Linked DNA regions of Mus musculus: region 1 is linked to region 2. The links are chromatin contacts, called in public Hi-C maps. All regions are on one chromosome and are shown on one strand. Each heading gives the region's core, a stretch centred on a gene start, on an enhancer-like site or on the middle of the called end of the contact. The rest is flanking DNA. Distances are from core to core; before and after follow the strand shown.

What was found. A called contact is a pair of places that touch in the nucleus more often than the background predicts.
Region 1: a contact with region 2 is called in a Hi-C map of the C2C12 cell line, with 2.4 times the contacts expected there. The contact joins two enhancer-like sites. A contact is called at or near these places in 2 of 484 Hi-C or Micro-C datasets (the C2C12 cell line and nephron progenitors).

The regions. Positions count from the first base shown.
Region 1 is chr10:17,170,676-17,177,180 of GRCm38.p6, forward strand. No RefSeq gene overlaps it. Among named protein-coding and RNA genes, the nearest start is that of Gm20125, 78 kb to the left of the region's middle. Within about 2 kb of position 4,921, at least 30 of the 459 cell types and tissues checked have an H3K27ac peak or open chromatin away from gene starts, as enhancers often do. A contact at or near this core is called in the C2C12 cell line, where this site is marked.
Region 2 is chr10:17,036,395-17,043,269 of GRCm38.p6, forward strand. All of the region lies in intron 1 of Gm20125 (predicted gene, 20125), which reads right to left. Among named protein-coding and RNA genes, the nearest start is that of Gm20125, 56 kb to the right of the region's middle. Within about 2 kb of position 2,162, at least 26 of the 459 cell types and tissues checked have an H3K27ac peak or open chromatin away from gene starts, as enhancers often do. A contact at or near this core is called in the C2C12 cell line, where this site is marked.

The sequences.
Region 1 (6,505 bases), core at 3,671-6,170, 140 kb after region 2:
ACCATCATCATAAAAGCTTCCTTCTGAAGCAGATTGGAACAAATACAGAGACCCACAACTGGCAAGTATGCAGATAATTTGAGACCTTGGACTATTCAGCTGTCAATGGAACGTCTCCATCAAATCCCTCCAATATGGACTCAGGGAACCCTGCAGAAAAGAAGGCAAAAACAAAAACAAAACAAAACAACAACAACAACAACAACAACAAATCCACAACATCCATAGAGGATGGAGAACATCAAGTATACAAGACCCCTCTAAGTCAAGGATAGATGCACATATAGCTCACAGAGACTGAGGCAGTATGCCCAGGGCCTGAGTGGGTCTGCACCAGATGGAGTCCTATTGCTGAAAGGAGAAATGTTCACATGCCCCTATCCCTAGCCCAGAATCGAATGCCAATATAATAGCCACTTGCAAATGAAAAGTTAGTTTCCTCCAAGGGAATCCCACTGGAGAAACATACTACTCTTAAAGGTAGGCCACATGCTCAGGTCAATGGAAAAAGAACTCAACAAGTTTTTGGAAGTTTCTTGTCTCATAATGTCATGTCAGGGACTTTCTAGGTTTTTAATTGTTTTTGTTTTTATTTTATTTCATTAGTATCCCTTAGAAACCTGTTTGTTTTCTAATGAGACAGAAAGAAAGGTAAATCCAGATGGGTGGGCAGGTGGATAGGAACGGGGAGGAGTGGAGCGAAGAAAAAAATCGTAATTATGATATATTATGTGAGAAAAAAATCTATTTTAATACAAGTAAAAGAAATAAATAATGAAAGTTGAAATATTAATAATAGTGAATTTGCCTATTGTTTTCTTCAATTCTAAGAGCTACTAGAGGATATTATTAAAAAGTACTTTTAAGGAACACATATATTTTGGATTAATATAGCTTCTATAATGAAAAACAGTACTATTAATCTTTGCTGGAATTTTTATTTTTATATAGTATGATCATTTTTATAATCCACATCCTAATAATTTAATCTTGCATATTTTTTCCCAGAGTTTCACATTTATTGTGCTTTCAGTTTCAGTTTTAAAGAATCATTTCTACAAGCAACACATAGTTGATTAGTTTTAGTGTCTCACAATCCCTGCCTGGACTTTGCTTTTCAACCCTGTTTAAACCTAAGAGCTTACACAAGGCAACTGCTGTGCCACTGAGCTACATTCACACTTTTGTGTCTGCCTCTTGATGGAACCACAGACATTTTGTACTTTTCGCAATTAATCACATGGTCCTCATTTGACAATGCCACTTGCATGGTCGGGTTTTGTTTTATTCTTTTCTTTTGTCTTCTTTTTGTTTCTTTTTTTTAAATATCCCAGTTCATGTTCTCTGTTGGATCATTAGATTAGTTCTTTGTTTTTATTCATGGTTGGCCCAATACTTTAAAGTTTGCTTCTATTTTTTTTTACTTCTCAATGCTTATCTTAAAATAATATAGCACTTGCTCCATTCATTCTTTCTTGTTCTTTCTACAATTTTCTTTAACCTTTTTTTTTATAATCTGTAAACATTTAACAAACATCAAAACACCTTGTCTTTTTTTTCACTCCAAGCCCATATTAAGATAAATAAATATAATAACAAACTCTTAGATTATAGAAGAAGAGCAAAGCTGTTCACATGTTCCACTTACACCATACTAAGATTGTGTCTTCTGAATCCAAATTTTAATTTCATATTTTTTTCAGCTTTCATAAAGAGATGACATTCACACTTCAACAGTGCCGGCTTCCTGGCAAGCCAACATCTCTACTTATTCTACGGGAAAAAAAAATTCTTTCAATCTTTAAGATTTGAAATTAGCTTTTAAAGTTTTGGTTATACAATTCTAAGTTAAGACTTTTGGTTTTTAAACTGTCCTTTATTATCTTTCGTCACACTCTTGTTGTTGATGTTGTTGTTGATGTTGATGATGATGTTGTTGTTGTTGTTGTTGTTGTTGTTCTTTGGCTGTTCCCTTTTATATTCTCCTATATGTAACATGTCTCTCTCTCATTTCAGTACCTTCTCTTTATCATTACTCTCTCTTAGCCAATTTCATTGCATTTCTCTATGGATATTTCTTCACTTGAGCTATCATGAAGAAAACGGCCTTATAGTTTATTTTAGTCTTTGAATATCTGTCTTTTGCCTTATTGCACTGGAGACGACTTTTATTGTGTCACTGAATAAAACAATGTTTAGTTTCATTTTTGTTGCTGTGATAAAGCCCCTCACCATTAGGAGAGAGAAGACTTATTTTAACTCCTACTCTAACTTACAGTGTACCTAATGTGGGCAAGTCAGGTGACAGGAAGTTGAAACAGTAGTCATATCATATCCTTATCGAGGACAGAGATAAATACTTGCTCATTTCCATGTGCTTACTTTTGCTTCTGTGGCTTTCTCATCTCTGATGCAGTCTGGACCCCAAGTCCAGGGAATGATGCTGGCTAGCCACAGTAGGCTGAGTATTCCCAAATCCATTAAGGCAATCAAGAAATCCATTATGAAGACTCTTTCCTGAGATTACCTCCATTTGGCTATGTTAATAATCAGGAATTTTGTGTGATTTCCAATCTTGTGAAGAAAAAAATATGGAACATACCTTGGTTCAAACTCTATGAGCAGAGAAACATTTTTGGATTAAGAGCATGGTCAACTATTTGCAAGGAGCAATCAAGTGCTTGCTTGTTTAAATGTTGCTTCATTTCAAATTCTGGGTATAATCTGGGTGTGAATGACACAGATTTCTTTATTTGCACATCAGTTTCAACTGTTCATATTATGATATTGAACTCATTGCATCACCTTTAAGCCCAACATGTTTCTGACATGTAAACTTTGCTCTCTAACATGTCACATCCATTGATGAGACCACTTCACTCGAGCACTTCCAGGGACAGGCTGCATCTTATATTTGACTTTTTTTTTCACTAGAAACATCATTAAATAACTCTCAACTCTGCATATATCTGTGATGATTCAAATATTCTCTAGAGAGTCCTTCAGTCACAATCATCACTTATGAGTTATATTAGATTGAGTAAAAAGAATCAAAGAGGGAGTAGATGACCCAAAGCTACGATGTTAGTTACTATCAGAAACTCTAGGTACTTATTGCTCATCAGTCAATTAATCTAGGTGCCAGGAGGTCACATGACAGCACCTACAATTTGGATAACTGGGATGAAAGAAGATATGAGGAAGCTTACATTTCATAAGCCCTGCCTTGGAAAAGATATTACTCAGCAAATGCCTGTGACATTTTTACTTAGATTCTTCTGGCTGCAATGTATTCACCTGTCTACACCTAACAGCAAGGGGCATTAGAGAGCTTAGGAAACACATTGGTTTTACCACTTACCAGCTTGCAGCCATTGCTGTGGACCCTGTGATTCATTTGAACAGTTCATTTGTTTACCTCTTCCTCATAGGTCTGTTTACAGTATCTCTGGCACAACTAACTTCTCTCTGCAAGAGCTACTGAGAGCTCCTAGAGTTTGCTGCTGAGTGCGCGGGGTGTGTGTGTGTGTGTGTGTGTGTGTGTGTGTGTGTGTGTGTGTGTGAGAGAGAGAGAGAGAGAGAGAGAGAGAGAGATTCAAATCTCTCTCACTCACTTTCTCATTCTCTCTGTCTCAGACAGGTTTTTACTGCTAAAAGCCCTGAGGTGACCTCAAACTTAAACAATCCTCCTGCCTCAGCCTTCTGAGTTTTAAGATTACTGGTATGGGCTACTATGCAGGGATCCATATCTCTTTTGATTCGTCTCACAGAATCTCTTAAGAAATTTTTATGTTTTGTGTTTTATAATTCCCGATGTAGTGGAGTGCCCTGCTAACAAAAAGTGTTCCATTCCTCTGTATCTTGGGTGGGAGAGAAAGAGAAAGAGAGAGACAGAGAGAGAGAGAGAGAGAGAGAGAGAGAGAGAGAGAGAGAGAGAGAGAGCTACTTGCAGCCTAGAGTTCAATTTTCCCAAGGACAGAAAAACTGTTTTTTATATTCCACATGAATTACAAAGGACTATTAAGTAAGGCAAGTATTACAACTTTTGTTTCATTTTCTAAACCACAAGTAAGCGTCCTAATAGTTTTAGCATAGAAAATTGAAAGAAAAAAGACACTAATTTCAGCCTATTAAAAATCACTAGCCAGATGTTGTAAAAAGAACCACTAATGAAAGGTCTCTCTGGTGAGTCTGAAAGTTTCTTTATACTCAACCTAATGCTCTTTAAAAGAATATCACATTTCATTGACATACGAGGCATTTGAGTTGAATTAAAAGGCTTGAAAGACACCCTTCTCTGAATTGAAGTCTAAGAACTGTTTTTGATGTTTACCCATTTCCCTAGGACTCTTAGTTCCCTCTGCCATAAACTGTAATTCTTCCCAATTTGAATTAACGCCATTCAATGTTTTTAATTAGCCCCATAGTCAAGATGTTGCACTCCAGGTCCAGGTGAAGCTGGGTCAACAGTCACACTTGGAGTGTGTTCCCTCGCGGTGAAGCAAGCATTTAAACCATAGTTAAGTTAAAAGGCAAACTATGCTTTTTTTTTTGTCCAGAAATACAAAGTATAGTAAGACAAAGTAACTAAATAGTGTAAGAGGTCAGCTTCACAAAAACTTCAGCTGTCATCAGTTTCTATTCTAGATTCAACAACATAATTCATAGATACAATCTGGTAGAAATAGACTTATGAAGCCAGTAGCTGAGTCTTATTTAAATAGATGTGGCATAATTGTTAAAACCTTATCTTCACAAATAACTAAACATTTTCCTTCATTATAGTTTTTTCTTCTCAAACCAACTATGTCACCATTCACGTTTTCATTCTGAGAGCTATTGCTTGCAAAAGTTCTCTTTCTACTTATTCACAGCAAAGGAATGTCTTTCCCTACCCCCCACGATTCTGATACGATGAGGTAACTTTGAACATTTGTGTGCATAACTCATTCTCCTCACTCTGGGAAAACATGAGCTGCTTGGAGCAGAGCAGCAGATGCTAAAAAAAAAAAAAAAAAAAAAAAAAACCTCAACACTGAGGCTAACTGTAGGTTCATATGTTGAAGCAAAAGAGACAATTTAACATTTTCCTTTCTCCCTCACCTTCAGTTCAAAGAAAGGAGTCTATTCAGCTAATTGTGAAAGTAAGGACATATATATATATATATATATATTTCTTTTTGGTTTTTCGAGACAGGGTTTCTCTTCATGGCTCTGGCTGTCCTGGAACTCACTTTGTCGACCAGGCTATCCTTAAACTCAGAAATCTGCCTGCCTCTGCCTCCCAAGTGCTAGGATTAAAGGCCTGTGCCACCATGCCCAGCTAGGATATTTTTTAATCTAGGAAATCAGAAAGGAAAATGTTGAGGCTATGACAAAGCCTCAGAAAGGGGCAAATCATCTGCACTAATACTACAGAAGGCAGAGAATTTAAGATCAAAGATGAACCAACTTTGATAACATCTAGCTGAAGCTAAAATATTGATGGCCTGACTTTTCTAACAGTGTAGAATAGGTTCTGCCTAGGTGCTAAAAGACTCTTCTCTGGTTTCTGCATTGGTTTTCCTACGCCTTAGAATGAGCTATAGATTAAAGCGATAGTAAGTAAGATATTCAGTAAGAATTGCCTGTACTGAAAGCTCTCACAGGGAAAATGACAAATGCCAGGCCAAAAGCCAGAAAGTCACATGATCAATGCACAGGGAGTTGACAACTTTGAAACTGCTTGTCTCACCAAGAAAAATAAAAACAAAAGAAACCAAACAAAACAAAAAATAAACTAAAACAATACCAAAAGACCTAGGAAAGTCTCTTGCACACAGACATCCGTATAGGTTTCTGCAAACACTTATTTAGGGTCTGTGAACCATTATTATTTCCTCTTGTTCTCTCTTACCTCATACTTCAGCCCTGTCGCTCACAGCCTTACTGATTTTCCCTTGGCCTTTCTCTCCACTTTCCTGAGAATTCTCCTGACCTTTATGCATCTCATCATCTTGCACTTCCATCTTCCTCTTGTCATTTGTCCCCAATAAATATTTCAGTAGTCACAAGTCACATGAAAAGTGTCACTGGACCTATTAAAGCAAATTAATTTGGCCTATCGCCTCTCTGTCCAGGTGATACATGCTATGTTTTCCTGATATTGTGAGACATGTTTGAAAAGTTGACAAGTTTCCCAAAGCACAGGAGGCAATGTCTAAGGTTTCTAAGGTATATTTTTCATAAATATGCTTTTGCTCATGCCTACAGCATAAGGACTATCTACTTAGCAGCCCTATGGGTCAAGATTGTGCAAACTGATTCCATGTACTGATGATACCTGTAGTTATTGGGGTTTAATGGAAACCCACAGGAATTTCCAGATCCACGTCTCCCCAAACAAGAAATTGGAAGGGACACACGGATAGACATAGAAGAAAAGCACATATTAAGACAGAAAACACTTCAAAGAGATGAAGTAGGCAAGGCAGAAAGATTAGAAGCTCAATAGTCCATGTGCCCA
Region 2 (6,875 bases), core at 912-3,411:
GTAAAACATTTACCTTTCTTTATAGCACCTAAAGTGAAGAAACTCTGAAATCCTACACATACACTTGGAAGGACCTTAGATTTTTACCTTTGAAATATGTGTTGTCAACAAAGATATGGTACCTGGCCACCTTTCCCTGAAGCATAGCATTTTCTCTTTGTGAGTTTGAATGAGATGCTTGATCCTATACATTCAACTGCTTGAGTCATTTCTGCAGTAGGAGCCAAAGTTAATACCTGTTTGTTACCCACAATACACTAGTGCTAAGATATAGCTACCATATCCAAAATAGACGAATATTTCCAGAGATCATTATACATCATTAACAGCAACCACTAATTATTTCTACCTTCTGTTAATCACAAAACTTAGCTCTCTTGAGAGCATCAATGCATCCTGGTCTTATTCTCCTTGAGCATCTACAGTTATCATTTTTCCAACAGTTTTATAATTTTGGATATAAAAAGGAATAGCATCTATTAGAAAATTCCCTAGTGTGTATTTTTTTTTTAAACAAAGGCCTGAAAGAAAACTGGGACTATAGCCTTCTCTAGTCACAGTCTGTCCTGACCTATGTATTTGCCTTTGGCCACATCATACCCAGTTTTCTAAGGAACCTCTCTTAAGTTGTTCTTTTATAATTCTACTCCTCTCTGGCACCATCATGACTCTCTCAAACACAAGGCCAAATCAAGCATCTATTTCTTTCCTAACATTTCTACATTTCTTAATATGGTTCCCTCAGAAGACTGGTGAAAAGCAATTACTTCAACAGAACTAGAAACAGAGATTCTTCGTGGTACCGAAGAACAGCTTGGAATTTTCTTGGCTCAAGTGGGAGCATCAAGTTCAGCATTTGCAAGAATAAACATTCTTTTCCACAGAGTGCATTTGGTGTCATAACTTGGCTTAATTCAGGGAATTACCCAAATGAAAGGGCCACTCTGTGTTTTCATGCGCTGCCAAATTAGTACAATCATTTAAAATGTTAAATAAGAATTTTTGAAAGATTTCCTGGAACCACTGAAATAAATACCTTGAAAGGCTAGGGTTTATAATTTATCTTGTGGTGCTAATGCTAAGAATGTGGTTATAAACTGGCACAATAAAATTTTCCTGGATGAGGATTCACATCTTTGGGACAGTTTCAAAGGGGACTGCCCAAAGACAAAAAAAAAAAAAAAACATGAACAGCTAAGGCTATCCAGCTCAATTGCAGGGTGTGTTGGGGTCTCCTCATCTACTGCAGAAGCATTACATCCATCCGATCGTGGGATGCAAATCTCCTTTCCAGGACCACAGGCCAAAGAGCATCCTTATTACTTATAACTAAAGACCTCTTCAGGGGTTGCCCATCTCTGATGACATCAGGGCTCTTCTGAGTCTAAGTGAGCCTTCCTAGCAACTTCTCAAGTTCTTCACACTTCAACTTAGTAGACAGGTGAATAATTTGGGCATTTTATTTGAGTGCCCTCGTCTCCATGGCCCTTGAGTAGTATTTTGACTAGTTGATTCCCAGATTTGCTTTTCAAGAGCTTCCCACCATTTTCTTCTGACAAATCTTCTTATACAGTGATTTATTACTTAAGCAAAACTCACTAGTACTCATTCCTCATGGAGTAAGAAACTGGCCACCAAATGCTCAGGTTTACTTATGATGATAACAGACATGTTTATCATCTCGTGTTAACAGCTTCCTGTTTGCAAGGTAACATCCTGTTTACAATGAGGAAAGCTGCCAGTATGCCTATGACCTCACTCCCATGAGTAAGGCAGTGATTCAGTGAGTTTCTTGCAAATTTTTGAAGAAAATGTTTTGTCTCCCTCCCGTCAACTGGCCAACATCATCCTTTTTGGTCCAGAGATCCCTCTACATACCTCCAGGGGCAAAGCTAGGACCATTTGCAATCTGGCCCTATAAATATTTAATAAAGACGTTGAGAGGAGAATGCCTAGAGATCCATCTGGTAAACTGCTGGAGACAAACCAGACATTGTGAATTAACTACAGAATAAGCCCATTATGTTGTCAGGGTTCGATAGCGGGCCAGAGAGATGCAGCTGATCCCACGTTTCAAGTGGAGGAACACTCTTATGGGAGTGAAGCAGGCACACAAGTGGAGGAACACTCTTATGGGAGTGAAGCAGGCACACGCGGAAGAATATCAAGTCTGCAACCACATGAAGCTAATTCCTCATGCAAATCAGTTGATGAAAGTCGGAGCACTCTGAAACAACACAGCTAACTGCAAGAACCTGCAGTTTTTAGCTAAGCCTGAGTGCTCTAGGTCTGGTTCCAGTTGCTATCCCTCAGGATCCAAAAAAAAAAAAAAAAAAAAAAAAACGATGCCAGGAGAAACACAGAAAGTACAAACGTGACGAGCTTGTGTTCTTTGGTTGCCATTCAGCTCTGAACTTTGTAAAACTGAATTTCAAGATAATCGTAGAAGCCAAATACTCAACCACAAACCAAACCACTGACATGCTTTCTGTCATGTGATGAAAGATACTACTTGTGTTTCAGAGAACAGAAAGTTATCAGAAATTCTGAAAAATGACTAATGGTTCAGGAAAAGTAGATGTGCCCTGGCTAAAGCACACACAGCTCTATTGATATGGTGAGTGATGAGGAACAACTGACTTTAGAGCTTTCACAGTTTCTCTCTTATATCTCCTTCTGGAAAAATTAAAATAAATGAATAAACTTGTGAAAAGTGCAAAGTTCTGCACAACAGATAACACTCATTTCTCCCTTTCATGAGTTTCTTCTACCCATACTCACAAATGTGGGGAAGAAAATTTCTTCAACTCAGTTCCCATAGTTTCAAAGATTGTGTCCTCTATCCCTCCTACTTTGTACCTAGCCTGTGACCCCAACAACCCTGCCTTTTAGACATGAAAGGGCATCTATTCCAAGAACCCCTTTAAGGCAGTTTCCTTAAGGGTGAGATATTAGACAAAATAGTGTTTGACTCTGAGAAAATAAAGCCATGACTCAAAGGTCAGGATGCACTCAAATGCATAATCCCTGAAGAATTGTCCTCTCCTCCTATTCCCTAGCCTCAACTTCCAATGTACACAGACTCAGAGTCAGAAATATGCATACATCATACATGAACAAATACACGTATGTGAACATACAGTCCCACTGACATGAATAAAAGCTTCCTAGGGGCTTCAGGTAAAGACAGGGACTCTAGTTACCTCTGGTATATTTCAAAGCAGCAGATGCGTGTACCCAGAGTGTCATACTTTCTCTGCTTTTTTCATATAAGCCTAGCCAAAGAATCGCCAGTAAATAATATATTAGCATCTCCTCAAGACTAAACCCATCATTTTACTGTATTAAAATAGAACAGTAGCCCAGTGGGAAAGGAACAGAATAAGGATCCCTATATCAAGATCACCTGTGTTGCTGTTTGATCCCTTTGTACATTTAAACTTGCCTACCTGAAGATTTATTGTTTTTGTACTATAAAGAGAAACATTTGCATTATTATAAAATATTGCATAGTTGGGAGAAATAGCTTAGTAGATTAGAGCAAGACCTGAAACTACTTCCTAGCACACATGTCTGGCATCTCACAGCTCTCTGTAACTCCAGATCTAGGGAATCTGATGCCACATACTGGCACTCGAACACTGAGGCACACACTTAAATATAAATAAAAAGGAACATTCTAAAAATATTACACCTTTCAGTTATGGAAGAAATTTTAGAAAGCAAGTCCAGAAGATAAGAGCTGATCACATTGGCAGAATGAATTCCTGCACCTGACAGCACATTTTCATTTCCTGGGCACACAGGCATTTAAATAGAAGCACAACCTTAACACATTACAATTTCAGGTTTTTCCTAAGGACTTAATGGAATAACTAAGGTACAGGATCCAGGTTTTTGGATGTAAATATGTGAATGTATTTCACTATAATAAAAGATTATTTTACAATCATTATAATGCATGTGTGTGGATAGTAAGGCAGAGACATAAGGAGGCTATTTCACATCACTAGACCTGGTCTGTCCCTTACAAGGAAACAGGAAATCAGAAAATCAACTTCTTAGGTGTTTTCTCATCCAAGCCTGTGGTTGTTACTCTTCTCCTGCTATGATAAACTGCCATGACCAAAAGTAACATATGGAAGATGGGATTTATAATGGCTTATGGCTCCAGAGAAAGAGTTAGTAATGATATGGGAAACATGGCAGCCCGAAAGCTGAGAGGGAGGATATTAATCCACAAAAACAAAATAGAGAGAGAAAACCGGAAATGTGGTAAGGCTATAAACACACAGAGTCGGTGTTGCAACACACCCCAGTGATATCTCCCATCCAGCAAGGGTATATATACATCCTAAATGTTCCATAATACACCCAAACAGTACCACCAACTGAAAGCCATATGTTCACAATATGTGGGCCTGTTGGAGACATTTCTTATTAAAACCACAATGCCTAAAAGGTCATAGGATTGATTATTTTACTTAGATTTCAGATTTCAGGAAACAGGGCATCAATAGCTATCTACACAACTTACAAAATCAAGCTAGAGATAAACATAGTAAACCAGAGAATAGCTACCAACAGGACTACACACCATGAATTGTAGCTTCACTAGCCCTACCTCACATTGCCCTCCAATCCTAGGGCACTGAGGTAGGAATAAGAGTATCACAGAGTTACAGCTGTGAGAGGAAGAGCTGGGATGACCATAGATATCCAACATTTGCACATCATAAATGAGAAAATTAATCTACAGACTTCACGCCATTCTTAAGGTTTCACAGCAATTTTATATCCAAGTCTAAACTGAAAAATGTAGTTCCTAAAAGTCAGGCTTTGTGATCGTCACATACAAAGCACGGGATTCAGGCCAGCAGCACCAAGAACTGATTGGAAACACAAACTCCCAAAGCTTATTCGCTCCTCCCACCATTTCTCTCAGTTTTCAAAGAATCAGAACCACCCAGCAATATATTTGTGGTGTGTCTGTGCTGGTGTGTTTCCATATAAATGGGGAAATATTTATTTAAGATAATTAGCTGACAACTTTCTTGCTCATAGGGAAGATTAGTGAACTCGAAACCCAGCAGAGTTCCCAGGTTTTGGCATTGAAATAGAATTATTTTTCTCTGAAAGTCTTGGTTTTTGTTGTTGTTGTTTGTTGTTTTGTTGAAGTATATTGCTGCTTTTTTGTTCATAAGACACTCAAATGATTAGATAAAGTACATCTGTAATAATGATCATAATTTTTTTACTTAAATTCAACTCATGGTGTGTTTTAAGTACTATAAAAGATCCTAATAGCAACACCTAGACAAATGTTTGGCCAAACTGCTAGCACCATATCATTATAGATTAATATAGTGATACATACACTTTATCACTCATGTTGACTAAGAATCAACGTTTTATAATGAGCTGTAGGTTATTCCGGGGAGCATGAAGGTTTGGATTCTTTTTTTGTAACTGAGGAATTTCTCAGAGTCCTGGCTATAATAGAGACATATCACAATAGTGTAAGAGAGTTTACAATAGTAAATGAGATTTTAATCTTTACTCTTTTCCAAGTTTAGGGAAAGAGATTTATTTCATGTCTATAAGGGAACCAGGACTCTGCTAGCTTCTCTGCCATGTTTATCCAGTGCTTCCAGCACCTGGCCCAAACTAACACTCTCAGTTCTAACTACAAATCTTTTGTATTAATTGGTCAAGAAAAGAGACAACAAAGTTGGAAACTTTTCATTTTGACCCAGAGAATTTACACACATTTCTTCTGCTTAAATCTAGTAGCTCAGGAATATGCTGTAACTAAATACAACTTCAGGGAAGACTGAGGAAACTAAACTGGAAATTTGGGTTTCTGTAATAACTCAGTTGTGTCACATGATGCTTTTCTGGAAGCTGTCTTGTGGGAGGGCATGCAATATCTTGCTGAAAACAGACACTTCAGAGGGCATGTGATGTTTAGAAAGAATATAAATAGAACCCCACAAACAGTGAGAGAACTCTTCCTTTGCTACACTGTGCAAAGCTTCACTGGTCTCTACTGGTCTTTGGTGAAGCCTTGCTGTTTCTGCAGGATCGTGCCACTGCTACTGATTCATGTTTGGTGTTTGCCACTGAACAGGACTGCTGGTATCCTGGCAATGGCGAGTAGAATCACCCCAATGAACTACTTCTAAATAGGTCCACAGCCCTGTTTTCCTATTGACCGTCTTTCTTCCCTACCTCTGGTTGGTGAGTTAGAAGGAAGGTTGAAGTGATTAAGACCCCTAAATAAAGTCGGTTTTGAAAGAAATCTAAGCCTACAATAAACAGTCATGAAGAATGGTAAATAATACAATGATGCCTAGGTAAGTTTCAGAATTTAGGAACTGAAAAAGAAGGAGGAGAAGGAGGAGGAAGGGCGAGGGGAAGGAGGAGAAGGGAGGACATATTTCAGGACAGCTAGCTATTTCCGTGATCTTTTTTTTCTAGCAGGTTCCTTCAGATAAGAGTTAGGATGAGTGGATAGGAAAAGGAAATCTTCTATTTTCTTCCATAGCAGAGTTGAGCCAAGTGCATCACTTTCATGGAAACAGAGAGAGGAAGCCATGCTCCAACAGTGCCTTCTTTCAGCATGAGGCTGCTTGGCTGGTGCAGCCAGCAGGAACTCTCCCTTTCCCAGGGAAAGGAGAGGTTGAGGAAAGGAAATTCAAAAGTCAGACCACTCACATCTCATTGCTTCCATTTTCTCCTGGTCCCCTGTGTATGACTCACTGTGCCTCTTTCCAAGAGCAAGAAGGAACATAAAGAGGAAATGAGCCCAACAGTCCTCCTCTTCTGTTTCAGTCCTAGTGATTCCCACAGCCCACAGCTGCGGAGAAGAGCAC